Linked DNA regions of Triticum aestivum: region 1 is linked to region 2. Evidence: chromatin contacts called from public Hi-C data. All regions are on one chromosome and are shown on one strand. The core of a region is the stretch at or near the end of the contact, and the rest is flanking DNA. Distances in the headings are between cores, read along the strand shown.

Region 1 (7,502 bases), core at 3,668-6,167, 370 kb after region 2:
AAGTGGCATCAGTCATAGATCGTAGTTACATGGTGCGTTCTACCAGGAGCACGTCGGCAAGGTATACAAGTTCTGTTAGCGAAACCCACCGAGAAACATTTATTGGCATCTGCGAATCGATCTACATTGGGCCCATCTTCAAAAGACAGAACTTAATGTTACACCTAACACAGAAAGAGACAGAAAATAAAATATCAGCCACGTCACAATAAATCGTCGAAACAGCGAAGAAAATACAGTTAAAAAACACCGCAAAAAGCTTAGGAACTAAAGTGTAAGCACATGCGTGGTACAGTAGAAGATCAACTTGCATGGAAATACCAAGCACTAAATTACTGCAACAAAGACTCGCCCTATATTCTGATTCACCCTTTTTCATGCTAGTTGAGGAGTTACTATTTCAGTTTCCTATGAGCCACAGAAGTAATCATACGTGCAATCTATCTTGATCAATGGTTTTCAAGTCTAAATATTTAAAATGATATTGGAAATCAAAGCTTTAACAGAATGACTGAAGGTATGTCTAAAACTTCACTTATTGTGTGAGCTGGGAGGAGCAACAGCGAACATGTAATCACGTCCTCACCACGAAGAAGAAAACTGGAGGAGGTAAATCGCCCACATAATAATACTTACTTGTTTAGGATAAGCAACAAACTCTTGCATTTATTCAGTTCCTAAATCCACCATTTCTCTCTTCCTGCACCTACATTCACAGTTAGCCTGTCAGGAAGCTTGGCTATCCAAGAAATTATGCACTGCAGTAAAGCCATTTAAGATATGTTTTATGTCCTGATTAAGTAAAAAAAAGGTCAGTTTTAGGAGTAAGTAGGAACATACCATTAACTTATATTGAACCTTTGGTCTGGCCTGTTGTCTGAAGCTATGAATGGTAATGAAGGCTTGCCAGCATAATCTTCAAAAGAATCACAAAAGACAGTAATATTACCTGCAATCTAATTCAGTAAGAAAGCAACCTAAAGCATAGGCACTCAGGCGGCATATCAATCTGCATTTTATTTCTGGATGTAACAGTAGATATGCAGCATCTTTGCACTAAAACATATGCATCGACTCTTTATACTACTCAGAACTGCACATTGTGGAATTGGAGCAGGAGCACCGAACATTTAGCATGCACATAGTGGAATGGAGCAGGATCACCAAGAGGTTCTCCCATCCATTGTTCCATTAAGCTCCCCACAGGAAGAAAATATCTCTTCTAAAATTGCCAAAAAAAAAAACTCTTCTAAATATATTCTTGAGTAGAAAATGTTCAGATCGTTCAGGTAACAGCACAGTAAAGTTACGGAAGAAATAACCGTACATAACAAAAACAACAAAGCAATGGGGTTACTGGTAATAAAGCAAACATTCAGAAGTTGCAGCATGAGCAACATTACAGAAACTAAAGCAATAATATTTCTTGACAATACATCCTTCAATTAACCAGAGTAACTTCATGCTGAATGACGAATGAAATTAAATTACAAAACTGTTACAACAATATACTGCTGCCAATCAACCTTGATTGCTTCATTGGTACCCCGGAGGAGAGTAGGCCATTTTTGTTCGCACCTGATGACTCCATATCTCAATTCCTGGACGCCAGCTTCAAAGGTGGATCCCAGAATTCCCCGTGTTAGAATATGTTCTTCACGATGCGGCCGTCTGGTTTCCGCCAACCCAATACTGCTTCACAGCATACAAGACCTTCTCGCGCACTAAGGGGCCGTCCTCGTGGTCAACTAGCTTCGTGTTCCATCTCATGCCCCGAGCAAGTTTGTTCACCTTTGTCAAGACATCGACATCGTCACGCATTATAACAGCACCTTCAGGCCTCAAGATGCGGTCCATCTCAAGGAGGATGTCTTCCATGCTGCACCTGTTTGGTTTTAACATACAGAATGAATCAGCATTGGCAATCTTACTAATTGTTACACAAGGTGACAGAACTGATGCCGCAGGACAAGAGCAGCTTACTTATTGCTATACAAGGTGAAAAGGCCACTAGCGTGGATAAGATCATAGGTCCTTGGATAAGTAGAGAAAGCTTCACACCTGACATGAAATTGTGAGACGTGTCAGTAAGTTCATGACAACAACTTTACTGGGACGAGATTCAGGCATAACAAGCCATACCAGTCATGGTAAATGCCAATCAATCCTCGCTCATAAACAGCCCCCAGGGTTGCAATCTTTGCAATGGTTGGCACCACATTCATCACCCAAGATTTTGGGGACTCGATCGCCGCAGCAAAGCCCCCAAAACCTGCATTCATGTCCATGATGTTTCTGTACCTACCAGTAAGTAGATACTTGTTCACATTGCTATAAGCCTTCACATGCTTCTTCCACATTTTGTTGTCTTTCTGATATGCCTCAGATGAAACCCCTGGAATTAACCCATTAGAAATTCTTGGAGGAACTGCGTTGAGCCTGCTTGGGAAGGGCTTGATTGCTCCCCCGGCAACTTCACTTGGATTTTGTACATCAGGAAGAGGTGTAACACATGCCTTCATCTTCTTGTACCTGGTGTTGCAAGAATAAGTGAAAATTAGGATAGGAGAGAGGTTATATAAATTATTAACCAGAACTCCTAAGAACTTGTTAATGCATCGGCACATCTAAGTAGGCAAAGCAAAAATAATGCATTGACCGGACAGTATACCTATTGATGCTGGACTATCGTAATATATACTCTGAATCCAGCTAAAGGATATTAAGCTAAAGTTAGCAATTCTGTCCAATAGATTGTTTCACAAAACTACAGTAGAAACATACCAGACATCATCTGCATTTGTTGATTCACACATCTGCACAGTGGATTCTTCTAGCCTAGATGGACAGGACTCAGTATTTACTCTTTTCCTCCATATTGCCGTCTCACCCTTCTCCGAGACTTTCTCCCAACATAGAAGCTCAGCCATTTCCTCTATCTTGTTCTGCTCTGCTTCAAGATCCTCCTTTGTACGTTGCCAACCCTTGTAGTTCGCCTTCCAGTTAATTGGAGGACCTGACAGCACCCAGTATCCGCCAGGTCTTAGAACCCTATCAACTTCCATCATATAGAGTCCATCTGCATATCAGCAAATACAGAAAAAAAATTGAGAAGTAGAACAAGAACTGCATCAAAATGGCACAAGGTATTTACGCAATAACAAAATGTATCAAGCCCATATATTGGATGCACAGTATAGAAGGACACATGATTAGAGGCTCACCATTCATTCCCCATGGAATCAAGCACCTAGAACAATGGGCCATATCAAAGGCTCTTGATGGATAAGGGAGTTTAATTGTGCCAAGAACACCGATAACAGCTGGGACACCTCTCTCCAGAGCAAACTGTACTTGGGCTTCGTGTGAATCTCTGGGTGCAAACGACATGGCTAAAACATTCCTCTTTAACAAGTAAGCTCCCCAGCTAGCCACCTGAAAAAATTCAGAATTTTAGGACATGAACAAAGTCAGAAGAAGCTCGCGAAGTAGCAGTAAGCAATATACAGTTTGATATCTCCGCTTACCCCGCAACCAGTGTCCAATGCAGTCCTGACGGTTCCGTTGGCAATCGGTATAACTGACGCCAGTTGATCAATGTACTTATCAGCACCTTGAGGGAACTGTGTCCCTCCACCAGGGAATCTGAAGACGTTGCCCTCGTACTGCACCCAGTTCTGTATGGCTTTCTCGACCGTCAAGCTCTTATAGGGGCAATTTGCGAAAGGAACATAGTCCCGACTTTTGGGCCATGGGAATGGAGCAACATATCCCTTAGGGGGTGGTACCAGGCAGTGCAGCTTTTCTTTCTGCGGTGGGCAGTGCCGCTCTCTGTAATTCATGTTCTCCCGAGGAAATTTCATAGCTCTGTTTTGATCTTGGCAAGGTGTATAGTCCGTGAAGCGGTCCGGGCATGGCTTAAACTTCTTCACCGGCGAAACAAGATCGCCGGAGCTGCCTTGTTTGGAATGGTGTGTGTCGAAGCTGAGGTTGGGTAAGATGGTGCAATCGGTCCGCTTCGTGATCTCCAGGGCAATGCTGTCCCCCTTTCCGAAGCCACTCTTCTGCCACGCCCCGAGGATGTAGAAGAAGCAGCACAAGCCAATCACTATGCATATAGACACGATGCTTCTAGTCCTGTTGTCCGCAGGACCCCCCTTGACGGCCATGGTTTATCCTGAGAATTGCACACTGAATAAGATTGTCTTTTTTTACTAATTATGGTCCATTACATATAATTTTTCCTAAATCTGCTGCAGCCGCAATTTCAAGTCTTTTTTTTTTTTGCGGGGAACCGCAATTTCACCTGAGGCAATCATAGACGGACGATAATAAACAGGAAAGAAAGCATGTGGCTTTCGTGTATCACATCAGTGTATCCTAACCACCAAACTTCACCAAAATTGTTGAAACAACAGATCTCTAAAATCCCACACATGTCGCCAGCACCCAGCAGAAGGAGTGAAGCGCGAGGCTCACAGGGGCGGATCTTGGCGTCGGGATCAGTGGAGGGGGGGACTAACCACGGGATAAAAACAAAACAAGCTCATACCTCACAACCCAATGGCGAAAGATTGCGATGCCGCGACGGGAGGAAGGACGGAGCTCGGAACTGCGGAAGCTGCCGTAGAGGGCTTGAGGCGTGAGCAGCTGCTCGCGGAGGAGAATGGCTCGCCGGCCGGATCCCGGGTTACCGCCAGCTCCTAGGCGAACGGCAGCTTCTGCAACGGCTGGGAGAGAACCCGGGGCCAAAATCTCGGGGTTTTAGAGCAGCGTTTCCCCCGATTTTCCGAGGGCGGTGGGGATTCGCCCAACCCCGAGCTTGACAGTTCTGCTCCACCTCCACCGACGGGTCGGGGAGAAGCGAGGGAGTATGTTTTCGCCGTTGGATTTCTGGGGAGAATAAAGCGGAAAGGCGATAGAAATCCTGGGCTTTGGGGCCGTCGCTTTCGTGGATACAGATCTGTCTTCTGCCGCCCTACGGGGTTCGCGGATCAAGCACGCCCGTTTACCCGACTGGAAGATTCTCAAAAAAAAACGACTGGAAGATACTCTTCTTTTTGCATTAACCATTTAAATTTAAATCTCATACACTTTCTTTTTGTGGGTACTCATACACTTTTTTTAATGCAGTACAGACGCAGGCGCTCATATATACTCGCATACACTAACCGTATGAACGCACACACGCACACCCTACCCCTATGAGCACTTCCGAGAGACTGAGCCAGCATATTATCTTGAGATTTTACGAAGTAACCGTAGACGTCTCGCAGTCGACGGAAACGTCATCTCCCACTGAACGTGCATCACCGGATATCCTGAAATAAATCCAGAATAAATGCAAGCACCAGGACTTAATTCCACAGCTCGAACCAACCACAAATCTATTAGACCTAAGAAGAAAAAAAACTCAAACACTAATTCTTTGGCAAACAACTTGATAACACTCTTCAGTTACATATAGTTAAAATGAAGGAGACAAGCACAAGCTATCAGGATGGAAAATAATTCAAAACAATGCAAACAAATGTATGAAAATTAATGTGTATATCTAATAATTAAGAGTCAAATTAGACAGGCGGCAACACGCACCATGAATGATCTGAACCTTACAAGTGCTCAACCCCTCCCCCAAGAAAATCAACTTCTCAATAAAAACCATCCCTGGCCGGCCAAAATATCTCATTTTCGTCTCAAAATAGAACAAGCGTTGAAAGGTTGTAGAGGAGCAAGAGATAGGGGATATTGGAGGCTACCACTCGATGCATGTGCTCCACAAACCGTCGGCGGTCACCAAGATTGCCTCGGCTGCTCCATCGCCGAAAAAGAAGATACGAAGGGAGCAAAAGAGAAGGAAAGAAAGGAGGGGGGGAATGGTTGTACGCAGTTGGACCAGGCGGGGGCGCTCGGCTAGGTGCGGCTCGCCGGGTGGGGGTGCACGTTTGGGTTGGGTGGGTCTCAACTAGGTGGGAGGTGCGGTTGGGCTAAGTGCGCCTGGACGTGGTTGGGTTTCGTTCGATCAACCCAAAACTGAAGCAGGCCATTAAAAAGGCAAAGGGTAAAACTAAATCAACGACCGTGGCAAGCACAGCGAGCATTGGATCAACTATAATAATAATTTGTGCATAAGTTTGTTTGAATTGGATAAAAGTGTGGAAAGGTAATGCTAAATGGGTGGTTGATGTCACGAACATGAATCTAGGAGGTTAAAAAAATGAAATTCACTCAAAAAATCTTATAAATGTGATCAATTTTTGCTAAGTTTGACTTATAAAAAATTAAAAATATGTTTACTATATTTGGGAACGGGTTCGGGTTAGTCAAGGGCCACGCGTTTGTTTAGAGCAACTCTGGCTCTCCGTTTGTAGAGGTACGTACATTTTTTCTTGTATTTTTTAATTCTTTCTTAGGGTACAAGGATCCGGCATCCGTACCAATAATGTGGAGGTAAGAAAAAACTCACATACGCTTTGACTTGCCTGCTCCTGGTCCAGTACAATGAAATTGCACCGTGACCTAACCAAACGCGCCAACGCACGAACTTTTTTTTCTAGAACCAACGCACGAACTTAAATCGTGTGGGGTCCCTGGCCGGTGACCAGCACTTATGGGGTCACGTGCCCACTGGGTACCGAGTGAGTAGTGAGGCAGTGACAGTGAGTGGGTTTGGTTGGCGAGCATGAGCGTGCAGCGCGCCTCGTGAGCACGGTGGGGTTTGAACTGATCGACCGCCGACGTCCGGCGCGGCGCGAGCCCGTCGGTGAGTGCGTTCGTCAACCCGCAAATAAGAAAAACGAGTGCGTCGGTCCAGCTAGCGAAGAATGCCCGAGCAGCAACAGAAAAGGCAGAGGAGGAACTATGTAAAGCTAAATGTGAATGAAGATTTTGACCCAGACTTATTCAAGGGCTTGTATGATGCTGTTATCAGCGACTTTAATGGCAAATTCTTCGCGGCAGAAAACGGAAAATCGATTGGTGTGAAGATGTGCTCATGGCCGAGGCACTGGACTTACGGTTTGGTCTTAATTTGGCAACTACAATCGGGGTATAATTGCATGGAGATGAGCTCCGACAAGATCGAGCTAATAGAGACACTGAAGAACGGAGGTCGCTCTTTCGGCCCGTCAGCGACAATTTTTCATGATATACTAATTGTGCGGCCCATGATTCTCACATATCATCTTGCGTGTGACTTTTCGCATATTATTTTTTAGCATACTTCTAGAGAGGCTAATTTGTGTTGCACATGATTTAGCCAAACTAACTAGAAATAAGATGTGTGCGGGATGGATGAAAGATCCATCCATAGACATTGTTTATACTCTTATATAAGATACTTGTTGGGAAACGTAGTAATTTTAAAAAAATCCTACGCACACGCAAAATCATGGTGATGCATAGCAATGAGAGTGGAGAGTGTTGTCCACATACCCTCGTAGACCGAAAGCGGAAGCGTTATGACAACGCGGTTAATGTAGTCGTACGTCTTCACGATCGAC
Region 2 (7,241 bases), core at 1,449-3,948:
GCTTCGCCTAAGCATTACGTGAATATGACCGGAGGCGTAAACTGTGGAGGAGCGCCGCACACGGCTTGGAACAATTGATGTGTGTTAGAGGCGCCCCCACCCCCGTATATAAATGAGGGAGAGGGCAAGAGACCGGCCCTAGGCGCGCCCCAAGTGGGAGGAGTCCCACTTGGGCTCCTAGTAGGATTCGCCCCCCTTCCTTTTATCGGAGGGGGAAAGGGGGAAGGACAGAGAGAGGGAGAAGGAAAGGGGGGCGCCGCCCCCTCCCCTTGTCCAATTCAGACTCCTCCCTTGGGGGGGGGGGGGGCGACACCCCTATGTGGGTTGGTTTGCCTCCCTCCTATGGCCCATATCTTCCCCCGGGGGTTCCGGTAACCTCCCTGGTACTCCGATATGTACCTGATACATTCCGAAACACTTCTGGTGTCCGAATACTATCATCCAATATATCAATCTTTACCTCTCGACCATTTAGAGACTCCTCGTCATGTCCGTGATCTCATCCGGGACTCTGAACAACATTCGGTCACCAAATCACATAACTCATAATACAAATCGTCATCGAACGTTAAGCGTGCGGACCCTACGGGTTCGAGAACTATGTAGACATGACCGAGACACATCTCCGGTCAATAACCAACAGCGGAACCTGGATGCTCATATTGGTTCGTACATATTATACGAAGATCTTTATCGGTCAAACCGTAATGACAACATACGTAATTCCCTTTGTCATCGTTATGTTACTTGCCCGAGATTCGATCGTCGGTATCTTCATACCTAGTTCAATCTCGTTACCGGCAAGTCTCTTTACTCATTCCGTAATGCATCATCCCGCAACTAACTCATTAGTCACATTGCTTGCAAGGCTTATCATGATATGCATTACCGAGAGGGCCCAGAGATACCTCTCCGATACTCGGAGTGACAAATCCTAATCTCGATCTATGCCAACCCAACAAACACCTTCGGAGATACCTGTAGAGCATCTTTATAATCACCCAATTACGTTGTGACGTTTGATAGCACACAAGGTATTCCTCCGGTATTCGGGAGTTGCATAATCTCATAGTCAAAGGAATATGTATAAGTCATGAAGAAAGAAATAGTAATAAAACTTAACGATCATTATGCTAAGCTAACGTATGGGTCTTGTCCATCACATCATTCTCCTAATGATGTGATCCCGTTAATCAAATGATAACACATGTCTATAGTTAGGAAACTTAACCATCTTTGATTAACGAGCTAGTCTAGTAGAGGCATACTAGGGACACTGTGTTTTGTCTATGTATTCACACATGTATCAAGTTTCCGATTAATACAATTCTAGCATGAATAATAAACATTTATCATGATATAAGGAAATATAAATAACAACTTTATTATTGCCTCTAGGGCATATTTCCTTCAATAGGATGACATCAAATTTTTCTCAACTGGAACGTATGGTTTTATCAATCCGTCAAAGGTATTCCCCTCTCAAGCAAGCCCGCAACGAAATACAAGTAGTCTCTTGTTCCTAACGAACCTAATACAATTGTAAGTTGTATAGGTTCACTATTTTGACTAAGAGATTGAAAATTTTGATGATAGACTGATAGTTTGGACGAAACAATATTTTTGTATTTTTGAAATAAAATAGGACAACAAGGTAAACAATAGTAAAAGTGAGTAAAACGGTGTATCAATGCTTGGAAACAATAAAATATTATATATGCGTTTGAGATGTATCAGCCGCATGCAATGGTGGTCATCGTCTCCAGCACCGGTGGTTGCCGCTTGCAGCACCCAACATCAGTTGGATGTCGTCTCCAACACAAACATGTACCGTTTGCAGCACCTGATGGCAGGTCGTCGTTGTCGCAACACTTATGGCCGTCGTTTCTTGTGTAGTCTTTTGCGGTGGCGTCGTCCTTGTAGCAACAACCAACCACAATCACAACACTGCCATTGCCGGTTTGAAGCACGTCGTGGCCGGCGTGCAACAGTTTAACGCTTCCCCCTTTGCAGTTCCGGACAACGATGGTCGTAGCACTCCCATGGCCGATCACAATACCCCGCCCCCACTATCGCAGCAGCCTCACACAGTCGTTGCGAGCTCCCTTGCAACACCATGTCACCGCACACACGGAGGAGATAGAAGAGGCGAGAGATTATCGAGGGTAGTTGGCGACTTTACAACAATGCGACTTTACTCACACGGAAGAGGAGTGGCCGAGGGATTACTCAGGGAGAAGATAAAAAAGCTGAGGGGAAGGTGGCTTCATGATGGGAGAGAAACAAAGAGTAGACGAGAGAAATTTAGGTGGAGACAATGAGAAAGATGGACGGTTCGCCGGACCCACGGGGGGAGACGTGGAGCAAGCATGGGCGACCTATGCATGAGTGTAATCGGTCGTCCGATTATTACCATTATTTTCCTTTTCTACTACAAGATCCAACTGAACTTGTGCTGGATCGAGCCTTTCGTATGAGAAAAGGAGCCCAAATGGATCATCAGAAAGAATAAAAATGGAACCCAAATAGCGGTTTCCAGCAGGGCCGAGAAATACTGACCATTCTTGTGATGGGCTGATCAAACGGCTGGTGCCACTACCCCGCAAATGATCCCTAAAAAAGAAACTACCTCGCAAAATAATAAAAAGAGAAAAAAACGAAAATGTCTCGACACCTTGTGGACCGGTCCCCGAGAAAAACGCCACCAATCCAGTGCCCGAACACGTGCATCCGTCAATACACCGAGCCCACCGAGGCACCCCTACGCCACCTGGCAGACCGGCCCCCTCGCCCGCCGTCCGCTCCCCTCCGATTCTCCGCCGCGCCCGAATCAATCCCTCGGTGAAGCGTGGAGCGGCTCCAAAAGTCCAAAGCCCGGAGGCCGGAGGAGAGGCACCAGAGCTCACCCCGATTCATCTCGCCGTCTCAATCCGTGGCCGCAGGTAAGCCGCCGCTCATCCCCAAATCCCCACCCCGCGCGCCTCCGCCCGGTGGATCCCCAGGCAGGCCCCAGCTCCACTCGTGAGGAGACGAACGCGGCGGTCTCGTCTTGCCATCCGTGGGGGCAACTCGGTCCCGCCATCGGCATGTGCTCTGGATGGCCCCGCCGGCTAGAAATGTTTGGGAGGGTACCGGAGTTTGAAGGGGAAGGGAGCTTGGGGTTTCAATTGGAAGGCCGGTTGGTTTGGCCATCCGGAATCTATCCGATTTGGTTCGTATCTCGCTGTCTACTCTGCGAGTTTCGAGCGCGGAATGCACGCAGAGCGGGTGTGATATCTTAGGACGGTGTCTCATTCGTGTTGTTCATAGGCGTTCTGAACTTTTGATGGTGTTTGGTGGTACCGTAGAATCTGACTCAATGTACCTTCGTCGCATGTGTGGGTTGTGGTCGGCAAAGGCACGTGTGTAGTTGGTTGGATTTTTGCGTGCCTGGTTCGGTTTTAATGTGCCGTGCTTGTATTGTTGGAGTAGATGATCATGATTCATGAGTAGACTGCACGAATGCTCTTATGATGTGTTTCGTAGGGTTTTCTGGTTCAGTATCTGTGAGCTGGTTGACTAGAGTTTGCTGGTTCCTAGAGGTGGAATTGGCCCAACTGGCCCTGTAATGTTGAATTCACTTTTAAATGATTCTGTGGATCTGTGATTATTTTTCTATGGAACCGTCTCAGCATTTCGATTCCAGTTAGGGCCTGTTTGGTTCCAATAAGTCACCTGACTTATAAGTCAGGTGACTTAAAACCAATGACTTATAAATCACGCCTGTTTGGTTGTCGCCTGACTTATAAGTCACCTGACCACACCTTTCCACCCTGTTTTTTTATGTAAAGGTGGTGGGACCCATGCAAAAGGAGGTGACTTATAAGTTTTAAGTTGGGGTAGAGCAACTTATGACTTATAAGTTGGGGTGACTTATAAGTTGGGTTTGTTTGGCAAAATAAGTCACTTTTTTCACTTTTTGACTTATAAGTTGGTGACTTATTTGGAACCAAACAGGCCCTTAATCCTACAGGCTGCTTTTACCTCTCCTTTTCACTTTTGCTTGAGGAGGGATGAAGTACTCAGCCTACATAAATTTCTACTGCAGATTAGGGGTCCACTGTTATTTTCATGCCCTTATCTGGGATGGCCATTGCTTTCAAAGCAAGCACGAGTGCTTGTACTGCACAACAGCTGTGGGGGCATCCAACCAGGGATCAGTGTCAGCATGGTTTCACTCACTTAAATGAACGAAAGAGCAGAAAAGGCTCTGCTGCACTGCATGCCAGAGCTATTCCTGGGAACTTAGACCTGGATTTCGGTGATCCTTCTTGGAAGCAAAAGTATCAGGAAGACTGGGATAGGCGTTTTAGTTTGCCACATATTACAGATGTATTTGATTTAGAGCCAAGGCTCACTACATTTTCTCTGAAGAAAAACAGGTTCCTTCCTATTCGCTTCATCTATAACTGGTTTGTTATGTATTCTGAAAACATAAAGCTGTATCTATCTCTCTTATTTTACAAAGAACATATGTTACTGACAGAAGTCCCCTGGGCGCTAGCGATGCTTCATCACCTGACAAGTGGAATGGCTATGTAAATAAGGATGATAGAGCACTTCTGAAGGTCAGTAATGAGATCATATGATGTGAGCTAATTGTTTTCCGTAGGATTTGTAAGATAATACATGAAGAAAGCCTAGTCTCGAGATGTACCTCAGGGAAACTAAGGAAGAATTAATTATGTCACGAGACAGTTAGTGGTACCATGTATCATTTGCTTATTCATGAATTCATTAATGTATTTTGTAAGGTTGAATGTGCCGACTTCGTGCAAACTTCTTCTCTTTGTAAACTGCCGAACATTACTTTAGATAGTACCAATAATGTGCTTCAGTTAAAATGTTTTTTTTCTTTGAACCTTCGACTAAAGAAGCCTTACCTTTTTCCTTACTGTTTGTATTTATAATTACACAGTATGTTTCTCCAGGTGATTAACTATGCCTCTAATACTTCTGCTGGAGCTGTGTGCATTGATCCTGATTGTAGCTGGGTGGAACATTGGTACGCTCTGATGCAGTTGGTTTGTCTTTTCTGTGATATACATTACCTTTTATCATCAAATTATATGAAAAAATGTTAGCTTATCTGAGTTTTTGCATTTGTCATTTGATTCAATTGCTATATTCTCGTGATTCTATCTTTCAAGAAGGGGGAATTGATGAGCCAGTGGTATTTGCTTTTTATAGGGTGCATCGTGCAGGGCCTCGTAAGGAAATATACTATGAGCCAGAGGAAGTAAAAGCAGCCATTGTTACCTGTGGAGGGCTCTGCCCTGGTTTAAATGATGTCATTAGACAGGTATTGTCCTTTCAATGTCGTTCAAGAAATTGGCTTCTTCTTTACATGCCTGAAGTTTAAATAAGTGGTGTGCCTTATTAAAAATATTTCTTGTGTCTAAATCTTGGTTCCACAACCTCTTGACAATATTGATCAAATGTAAATTGTATTTCCAGATAGTATTTACCCTGGAGATCTATGGGGTGAAGAATATTGTCGGAATTCAGTTTGGTTATCGTGGATTTTTTGAAAAAGGCTTAAAAGAAATGCCGGTAAGGATGCATCCCCCATTCGCTTGATGTTGTGAGGAAGTTGATGTTCATTATACCGTGGAATTACATTTTGGTTTCAACCTTCAGCTTTCACGTGATGTGGTGGAGAACATAAATCTTGCTGGTGGAAGCTTCCTCGGTGTCTCCCGTGGAGGAGCTAAAACTAGTGAAATTGTAGATAGCATACAGGTAAGCAATGTGAATAAAAGAGGTGATGTTCTGTGTTGATGCTTCATTATTATTTTACATGATCATCCTGTGTTTGTAGGCCAGAAGAATCGATATGCTATTTGTAATCGGAGGAAATGGTAGCCATGCTGGAGCTAATGCTATTCACGAGGAGGTTATTACGTCTCTATTGGAGTTCCTTTCTTTATTTTTATCATAGGCGTCATTGATGTACTTTTGGACATGATTGGATAAAGGAGCATTTAGTTCTATTTCCATGTCAAGTATAGCACAGTAATCTGACTCTTATACAACCTAATGGTAGAGGTTATACCAATTACCTGAGAATACAAAGCCCATTGTTTGCAGCAAAAATGAAACAGTATTGAGAAAACATAGGGATGCCTTTTCCCTAATCAGCACATGTTACTTCTCTGGTTGTGCCCAAAGTACACCCAATACGCGTGATTCTTAATGATAAATTTTTCATAGAAGTACATACTGTTACAACGTTGTGCATTACATTTGCTATGTTAAATCTTTGTATTCTGACAGATCTTCTACTGAAGAAACACACATAAGTATGTGTTTAATGGGATGTGGCTGTTCATGCTTAGTTTAATTCTTTGTTCTGGTTTGCAGTGCCGTAAGAGAAAACTGAAAGTTTCAGTTGTAGCTGTTCCAAAGACAATTGACAATGATATACTTTTCATGGATAAGACTTTTGGTTTTGACACAGCTGTTGAAGAAGCTCAACGTGCAATCAATTCTGCCTATATAGAGGTTGGTTGAAGTTGCTGGTGTTCGTGTTCTTTTACTATGAAAACTCTAAGTTGCTGGTATATGGTTACTCTTGCTTTAGATAATTCCTTCTATCTTCAGGCACGTAGTGCATATCATGGAGTTGGGTTGGTCAAATTAATGGGAAGAAGCACTGGGTTCATAGCCATGCATGCTTCTCTTTCTAGCGGACAGATTGATGTCTGCCTAATACCTGAGGTATGTAACTGAAAACACTGCTGATGGAGCTTCAAATCTGTCTTTGCTTCACATTTACTAACACAAGCGCACAATCTGAGCGAAGGTATCTTTTACACTTGATGGAGAACATGGTGTCTTGTCACATCTTGAGCATTTACTGGAAACCAAGGGATTTTGTGTGGTTTGTGTGGCTGAAGGTGCAGGACAGGTATGATGTAGCGCATGGTGTTCTGAGTTGTCCAAAAGCTCTAGTAACTTCAGTTAAATGGATGAAATTTAGGTTGTGATTCTTGGATTTGTTGTTGCAGGATTTACTGCAAAAATCAAATGCAACAGATGCATCAGGAAATGTGATACTTAGTGATTTTGGTGTCCACATGCAGCAAAAGGTATATGCTCGTTTTAAACCCCATACAAATGGATTTTTGTTAGTAAGTATCCTAGATGATGATAGGTGTTTGAAATCATCTGGTAACCAGTCAATTCTACTGAAGCCAGTA

What was found. A called contact is a pair of places that touch in the nucleus more often than the background predicts.
Region 1: a contact with region 2 is called in a Hi-C map of leaf, with 2.4 times the contacts expected there. The contact joins the promoter of LOC123121650 here to the promoter of LOC123121647 in region 2. A contact is called at or near these places in 2 of 5 Hi-C or Micro-C datasets (both in leaf).

What each region holds. Positions count from the first base shown.
Region 1 is chr5D:344,533,043-344,540,544 of IWGSC CS RefSeq v2.1, forward strand. LOC123121650 (probable methyltransferase PMT2) reads right to left here and starts at 4,918. Exons shown (of 7, transcript XM_044541666.1): 1 at 4,553-4,918; 2 at 3,528-4,177; 3 at 3,225-3,435; 4 at 2,785-3,079; 5 at 2,143-2,532; 6 at 1,984-2,061; 7 at 1,336-1,885. The coding sequence starts at 4,169. The coding sequence ends at 1,657.
Region 2 is chr5D:344,161,351-344,168,591 of IWGSC CS RefSeq v2.1, forward strand. It overlaps LOC123121647 (ATP-dependent 6-phosphofructokinase 5, chloroplastic), which reads left to right and starts at 2,699. Exons shown (of 16, transcript XM_044541662.1): 1 at 2,699-2,942; 2 at 4,088-4,421; 3 at 4,526-4,607; 4 at 4,971-5,044; 5 at 5,230-5,341; 6 at 5,497-5,592; 7 at 5,680-5,781; 8 at 5,861-5,935; 9 at 6,403-6,543; 10 at 6,643-6,759; 11 at 6,845-6,949; 12 at 7,050-7,130. The coding sequence starts at 4,111.